Linked DNA regions of Gossypium arboreum: region 1 is linked to region 2. A link is a contact called in public Hi-C data. All regions are on one chromosome and are shown on one strand. The core of a region is the stretch at or near the end of the contact, and the rest is flanking DNA. Distances in the headings are between cores, read along the strand shown. Region 1 holds the start of LOC108480959 (60S ribosomal protein L27a-3-like). Region 2 holds the start of LOC108470515 (ARM REPEAT PROTEIN INTERACTING WITH ABF2).

The links. A called contact is a pair of places that touch in the nucleus more often than the background predicts.
Region 1: a contact with region 2 is called in a Hi-C map of leaf, with 5 times the contacts expected there. The contact joins the promoter of LOC108480959 here to the promoter of LOC108470515 in region 2. A contact is called at or near these places in 2 of 5 Hi-C or Micro-C datasets (both in leaf).

What each region holds. Positions count from the first base shown.
Region 1 is chr3:17,132,881-17,137,069 of ASM2569848v2, forward strand. LOC108480959 (60S ribosomal protein L27a-3-like) reads right to left here and starts at 2,842. Exons shown (of 1, transcript XM_017784121.2): 1 at 2,203-2,842. The coding sequence starts at 2,761. The coding sequence ends at 2,321. It overlaps LOC108488146 (a long non-coding RNA gene), which reads right to left and starts at 1,893. Exons shown (of 2, transcript XR_001871724.2): 1 at 1,251-1,893; 2 at 842-1,165.
Region 2 is chr3:16,324,509-16,328,623 of ASM2569848v2, forward strand. LOC108470515 (ARM REPEAT PROTEIN INTERACTING WITH ABF2) reads right to left here and starts at 2,298. Exons shown (of 1, transcript XM_017771860.2): 1 at 1-2,298. The coding sequence starts at 1,572.

The DNA of each region.
Region 1 (4,189 bases), core at 1,592-4,091, 810 kb after region 2:
TGGGAATGATCCATAAAATAATTTCTCTATAGATGAGTGTATAATAATAATTTAATTTCTTTAAAATTTGATGATGTGACAAAATTTTATTGGTGACTAAAATCTTAGTTTTAGAATCATCCTAATGCAAGTTATTCCTTTATTGTTCTTAATGTTAAAATATCCTTAAATTCGAGTGAATTTAAAAATAAAAATAAATTAAATTTTTAGTTTCAAAATTAAATTCACTCAATTAATAAAATTCATGTATACTTAAAATTTATGGGATTATATTAAAATATTGTATTCAAACTTTTAATATTCAAATTTAAAATACGTATTAAACAAGGTGTTAATATTTCTAAGCGTAACGAGGGTGTTAATATTTTCCTCTTGAACTCGAGTTTACTCTAATTTTTAAAGTTCAGATCAAATCATTATCTTTTTAAAAGAATTTGCAAAATTTTCCTTTAAATATGTGATTTTATAGGTGTCTAATCACACCTAATAAAAAATTGATAATGACTCTTGTTTCCTTAATAGAATTCCATCATTTTAAAAATTAAAATTTTCATATTTTTCTCAAAATTATCAAACTATTTTATTCAAAAATGTTTTTGACTATGATAAAATTATATTCTTATGTAAATAAACGTATTTTAATAATAAAAATATTTTACTATAATGATTAAAAAATTAAGTTTTCACATTTTATTTCATTGACTGTTGTAAACCTTTAAAATCATTAAAATAGCTTTTTACAATTGAAATTATTTTTTATGTTTTATTATGAGATTGGTTATATATATAGTCACTCAATTATTAAATATATTTAAATAAAAATTTATCATTTAGGCATCCATTTTGATCATTTCCATTAAAAATTCTAATAAAAATATGAAATGATTTTTTTTATATGTAGATACCACATGACACAATTTACCGTTGCTTACCACTTTAAACTTTAAAGTACTAAAATATAACCAAAATTAAACATTTTATTACTTTGTAATGAGTAAACAACTAATTCCTGCAACCCAACGCTTACTGTACATAAAAAAAAAAGCTTGAAATATGATATCACATTACCGCCATTGAAAAAGATGCAACTGTGCTGCAAACATTACTATCCCCAAACGAGCTTCCATCCCCATTACAGATTGCAGGAGAAGATTTCAAAAGTTCCCTAATTCAACAAGAATTTATTTTTTAAATACATAGTTACTTGAAGGGGGCTTTAACAAAACTAAAGGTGTGTGCGTCAACCTTACCAGATGAACATGTAGCAATGATAAGACCCTCCAGATAGGGTTTTGGTTTCAGTATCTTAACCACGATCCACCCAAGAATTATTCCAACCAGAAAGGTGAGGCCGATGTTTACAGGCATAAACCACCTGTGAATTTAACGATCAGATTCAAACGAAGCCACATTTGGTACAAAAGTTCTCATGTGTATATGTGCTTTTTCTCTGCTTAATCAACACTTTTGTTTTATTTTAGTGGAGGGTTCAAAAATTTGCTGTTGCATCGATAGTCTGCCTTTCAAAATTTTCAGAGACAAAAGAAGAATAGATGTTTATACTTATTTGTTGAGCAACCATCATTCTACTTCGTTTCTTTATGATGCAAACGGTTGAGCAGAGTGGGGAAGCAGCGGCTGAGTCGACCTGGAGGGGACAACTTAGGACGTTGTTGGGTCGGAACGCAAGCCCAAAAAATAATAAAATGTTCAATTTTGATTAATAATTAGTCCTTTAAAGTTTAAATTGGTATGCAATCGCGAATTGTCATCTGTAAAGGACAATGACCAAAATGATGAACGTGAATTACAATAATTGCGAATTTAAATCACTGAGCCAAAGGCTTACTCCAGTCCAGACATAAGCACTTGATAATAATCTTAATTTCAATATCTTTTTTCCAGCATTGATTAGCAAAGGGACCACTCTTGATGGAGATTTTCCAACACTACTCTATCGAAGGAGGACTTACCTCATGTATCACAAAATCTAGAGACGAAATTATGAAAAACATTGTTGACAACAAAAGAATGGCAGTGCATTGGAAGGTTAAGCCAATTTGGGAATGAATGGATTGATACAGAATGTGCAATGGTCTGACGATAGAGATAGCACGAAAAGCTAATAATAATCTCAGTAAAGTATCAAGAATTTCCGCATCTTAACTTAAATCAAGCAAATGCAACAAAGCAAAACACAAGTAAATAAACACCATACCATATATTGTTGAAGCAAAATTAAGAATGTTATGGTAAAATCTCATTTAAAAAATTAAGTCCTAGATGATAATATAAGAGATCCAAAAGCAAAAACCCTAACCTAGGCAGTGAGAACAACCGCCCCACCAGCCTCCTTAATCTTCTTCTCAGCAGTCTTAGATACTAACTTAGCCTTAACCACCATCGGTTGATTCTGGGGCAGCACACCTTTTCCCAAGACCTTAAAGTACCCGAACTGGGTCACGTCGATCATCGGCGCCGAATCCTTGTTGGCCTTTGCCTTCACGTCTTGTGGAACGAGAGACCAAAGCTTGTCGACGTTGACGATGGGGCAGTAAAACTTGTTGCAGAGTTTGTGGAAGTACCTCATACCCACTTTCCCGAAATACCCAGGGTGATACTTGTCGAAGAGGATCCGGTGGTGGTGCATACCTCCGGCGTTTCCTCGACCCCCAGGGTGCTTGCGGTGCTTGCCGATACGGCCATGACCGGCGCTCACGTGGCCGCGCTTCTTACGATTCTTCTTGAAACGGGTTGTCATTGTTAGATACTTGGATTGAACGGGACTTCTGAAGCGCGGCTTATAGACGAGAAAAATGAAAATAGGGTTTTGTCAGTTTTTATTGTGTGGTGGACAATGGGGTTTTGCCTTTTAGGGCTTTGTGATTTGATGGATCTAAACAGGGGTTGGCCCTTATCACGTTGGGCTTAAAGGTTCATTTGGATCCTAGAATTGTGATTTTTTTTTTTTTTATAAATTTGCTGATAGGAGGTTATTTTCATATTTGGGAAAATATATAGATAAATTTAGCATAGGATATATTTTGATTGGGGTTGGGCCTTAAGGTTAGTTTCACATTTGCTCGGCTAATGTGTTCACTACTAATTTAAGTAAACTAATATAATATTAGTGATAAGTCCAGTAAATCATGTTTCATTTGCTTTTGTTGAAAGGGTTGTAACAAACAACCACAGTTTTTAAGGTAGCGTTGCAGCCTACAAATTGCCTCGCGATACCGGAAAAGCTTAGCTAGTTGAACCATGACAATCAACCGAACACGTCGTTGCGTTAGCCATGTGGATTTCAACACGCTCACTTCCGGGGTACATTTAAGAGCAGGAAAATGAAAGCCCTCTCTTTGCTGAACCTCAAAGCTACAGCCTTGCTTCCCTTCTTGGCAACAGTTTTATTTCAAAGTTACAACTGTGGTTGCAGTGGGAAATTTTGGTTATTGTTTTATAGTCATCTTATTCTTCACTCACTGCTGTATGTATTGTTTCAGCTTCGCCTCAAATCAACACTTAAATCACTGTGGTACCAAGCAAGAAATTAACCTTATGCCTCACTCACTTAATGCATTTCTCATGCTTACGGGTAGACGGTAATAGTACTAGAAAATAAAGAAAACTCGATCAAAGTATCGTCTTCAAAATAATTTTAACCTAGATAGTTTAGATCTCAAAATACCAATTACAAAATAAGATGGTCACCAAGTGAATTACCAATTTATGGTTCCATAATAAATGTCTATTTCTTTCCCTTCTACATCCATGAACTTTACCATAACTTCTTGAACACGTACGACCACATTAAGCAATGGCACCACACATAACACACCATTCCCAGATTAGTAAGTTGCTAATGTCAATGAAGCAGGGCAGCTAAGACATATGCTTTTCGTACTTGCATTTTGGTCTGCAACACCTATTAATAAGATGGGTTTCAGCATGGAAATTGGGGATTAATGGCTCAACTACGGGCATAATCGAACCGAGCCAAGCCTAAATACTGCCAAGCTTAAGCTCGGCTCAAGATATAATCGAGCTTGATTAAGCTCGTTTACTAATTTCTGAACTCGAGCTCAAGCTCAACTCAATAATTAAGTTTAGGGTTAATAATACATATTAAGGATAATAACGTAATTTAATAATATAAAATTATAAAAAGCTCAATAAGGCTTGCGAGTTT
Region 2 (4,115 bases), core at 1,048-3,547:
TGAATGATCCATACAGAGAAAATTCTCCGGAGATGCAAACTTCTGCAATGCAATGGCAGCTTCCACTACTACTTCTTGATCCTTATTACCAAGTTGTGTCACCAAAGGACCGATCACTCGAGTCTCCCGAGCCGGGAAAGTCCTTGCCAATGAACCAACTGATCTAATAGCAGGAACTTGCAATATAGGACTATCCAATTCCTTGATCACTCTTAAAAGCTGATCGATAACAGCCTTAGCGGCGGGTGAATTCGTCTTAAAAGCTGCACGTCTAAGATCGGAATTGGATTCAGCAGCAGCTGTAATCTCCATTATTGCCATCAAACAATTATACTGCAACTCACCTTGTTCCTTATCCACCAATTTAGCCAAGCAAAGCAATCCTTTTGTCTCAGTTATCCTCCTACTATTTGAAACACTGCCCTTAGCAAGCATCCATAAAGCTTCAGCACAATTAATTTTCAACTGAAGTTTAACTTCAGGCTTCTCATTTTCTCTTTCTTTCCTATGATTTCCTCCCCTACTACTCCCTTCCATATGCAAATTCGAGTAGGAGTTCGAATACGGTCTATAACTATAGTTTCTCGAAGTCGATCCAGCAGAAGAAAATTTCTCCATTTCTTTATTGATCTGAACTATAGAATGAATGCTTTGCTTACCCAACTGTGTCTTAGAATCTTCCACAAAAGTCTCGAACGATAACAAAGTGACCAACGGCCTAATCACATTCTCTCTGGCGAAATCCTCTTGAGCCACAGGGTCATGCTCCGCCATTCTCACCACTAGTTTTGCTACCGGAATTTGAACCTTCATAAGGGAATCTCCCAACACTTGAACCACAATTGGAACCCCCATTTCATCGACAATACTCCTAACTCTTTCCTGCTCGTTTGCTAAAACAAGAAGCGCATTAGCCGCTGCGATTTGGGCATCCGCTGAGGAGCTTTCTTTGAGAAGCTTTAACAAAGGAGGGATGCCGCCTTCTTCGACGGTTATCTTTTTGTTTCGGTCGTTGTCTCGAGCGAGAGAAGCGAGGTTATTAGCGGCTTCAATTCGATCGGTTAATTGGCCCATTTGGACGGTGGCGATGTAAGACCAAACCCAGGAAATAATCGGGTCGTTGCTGGCGATCGGGGGAAGGGAAAGGAAGATTCCGCTGGCAGTCCCGTTGTTCTCGGTGTCGAGGACTCCCATGAGCCACTTCATGTCGCCGATGGAAGCGTCCAGAAGGTTCAACACTTTGCGGAAATCGGTGGCACTCGTGATCCTCACGACTCGACGCAAGATGCTCTGCCTCTTGCACTTTCGGACTAAGGTGAGGGCTCGCTCTAGATTCTTGGAGACTTCGGAGACTACCCGGCGAATCGGGCGTTCGTAGAGGGATTGAACCGAGGTGGTGGAGCGGACCAGGGTTCGAAGCATTTGGGAAAGCCGATCTACTAGCTTCCCCACCTCCCCACAATCAACTTTAAACGACTCCGCCTCGTCCGCCGCCGCCCGAACTCGCTCAGCTAGCATAATCGGATACGACAGCTCATCCTCGATTCTTTTCTCCTCCGCCGATCCCATCATCAACTCAATAAGTTAATACGTTAGGTGAGTCCAGGGCGAGTCAAGAAGTAGAAAATCAATCAGCTTAGCTAGCTGCTACTGACGTTTCTTTTAGGAAGTCCTCTGCTCTTCTAGGGAATTGTGCTGTGTTTTTTTTTTACACCATTATTGGTATCCCACTTTCCACGCAGCGCGTGAATGGAAAAAACAACGATAGTAGTAAATGATAATAATAACAAATTAAAATGCACCAAAAGAAGATGAGGAGGAGTCAATTGATTAAGCTTCTTACATTTCGTAATAGGAAGGTGAAAAGCACTTGCTCCGAAGCATCACTTGAAAATTATTCCTTCTTTCCTTTTCATTTTCTTTTACTGGTTTCCGGTCAAAGCATACTTTTCCATCTATTTTTAATTTACCTCATTTTATATTACTTTAATTTTCCAATTACTTTCGCACCATCTTAATTCATACTGCAACTCAACACATATTCTGATAATTAATACAACTGTAAGATTTTTTATCCCATATAGACAAAAACATATCCTGTAATTATATAAAAGAATTATGAGACTGGAAAGAAAGAAAAAAACCCTTAGCGGTTGACCCGATGATGTTATAGAAAAGATAAACAGAGTGATGAAATTTTCGAAGAAGACTTACTTCTGAATTGTTGACCACGCAATTTGTGTTCTATTTTCTGTGTTTAACTTCTTTTCTTCCCAATACATTTAAGATAGATGGCATCTACTATTTTATTAAGTAGTCTTCTAACAATTGACTCAGACATTCCTTGTCTAAGCACCCCAACACCCCATCAAATTATTTGATGATGAAATCTATTGAGCAATCTTCTGCAATTAATAAAATAATTCCAACAGCATTTTTAAGGGAAAAAATGGAGTGATAATTTTTACGACCGCCAATATACTCAGACAAGAACTATCATTATTATTATTCAGAGGTTCAAACTACATTATGATCCTTTAACAGTAAAATAGAAATGTTGATGCTTACTCAATTATTTGATCTTTGATGAAAATAATATTGCTCACTCCTGAACTCCCTTTTGAACATATCAATTCAAAGGCTTAGCAATTATAATGTCTTGGATAGAGTTCGTTGTCATGTCATTTTCTTTCAGCTTCGTATCACTACTCTGTATACATTTCCTCGCATGCATTCATGGTGGATAAAGTAGTATGGAGTTGTTTGTGGTTAAAGTTAGATTATATTTTAGTTTTTTTTATTTAAAAATTAGATAAATTTATTCTTTTTGTTAAAAAAATCATTTATTTGTGTTATTAAAAATTAAAATAACTGACGAAATAACTTGACAATGACATGTGACATGTCACGTTTATCTTATGCTAATGTATAAGAACCAATTTTTAACAGTAAAATGAATAGAATTTATAATAAAAGGATTAGTTTACTTTTTAATATAATGTATATAGACTAATTTATCTATTTTTAATAGAAAAGAAAAATGTAATTTAAGTCTTAATATAAAACCTTCATCAAACTTCTATTAAAATCTATCAATTTCTCATCAATTATGCGTTCACATCCTATTCAATTTGTAAAACAAATTATAAAGCTTAATGAATTAATACGAACAATATCTTACAAATGAGTATATATTTAGTATTATAGTTTTTTCTAGTTATTAGTGATTGGGGTGTCATTGAGCTAACCCAAGCTCGAACAATAAGAAGCTCAAGTTCTACTAGATATTCAAGGGTTGAAGTTTGGCTAGTTCAAACTTGATCGAGTTTCACTTAAATCTCAAGCTCAATTCGAGACTAAGATTAAACTACTAACTTTGCTTAATTAGGCTTGTTGATTATGCGAAAAAAAAAAAAACTCAATTCTCATGTTTGATTTCAAGTTGGATTATTTATGCTTTTTGAGTTAAAATTAACTTTCCAATACTAACTGCAATATGGGTCCACTTATTTAAGCTAGGCTAGATAATGGTCGATTGAATTCAAGTTATTATTCTTCTTGTCCCTTTTTTTTATAGCTAAAGCTAAGTAATTTGCAAATGAAAATGATTTGTATCCAAAATGTCCTTGGGTTTTGGGCATTTAAAATCTCAAGTTTACTCTCATAGTATTTTAAAATAAAATTTTAAAATTTTTCTCATGTAAAAGTATTATTTTCTCTATAAAAGTATATTTATTATGTTTAATTTCCCAATATACCTAGCTCAATACTCATTAGTTAACTTATTTATTTTTATTTAAACCCCCCACAAAAAAAAAGGGCATAATTTAAGAAAATTGAAACTTAATGAAATTTATCTTCTGTACTATTAATTAATGAAATACATTTCACCGAAATATTACACTGAATCTTGATTTGATCTATTAATCTAAAAATGGAGTGAACAAGTTCAATTCATATTTAAATTTTTATATATTTTACCCATCATTTTAAATTTTAATTCATATTAAATCATGAAATCTGCCCTTTTCTTTCTTTCTTTTACATTCCTAATATTCTTTCTATATAAACCCAAGTTTATTTTTCTCTACAATGGTGGAGCCACTCGTAATTGT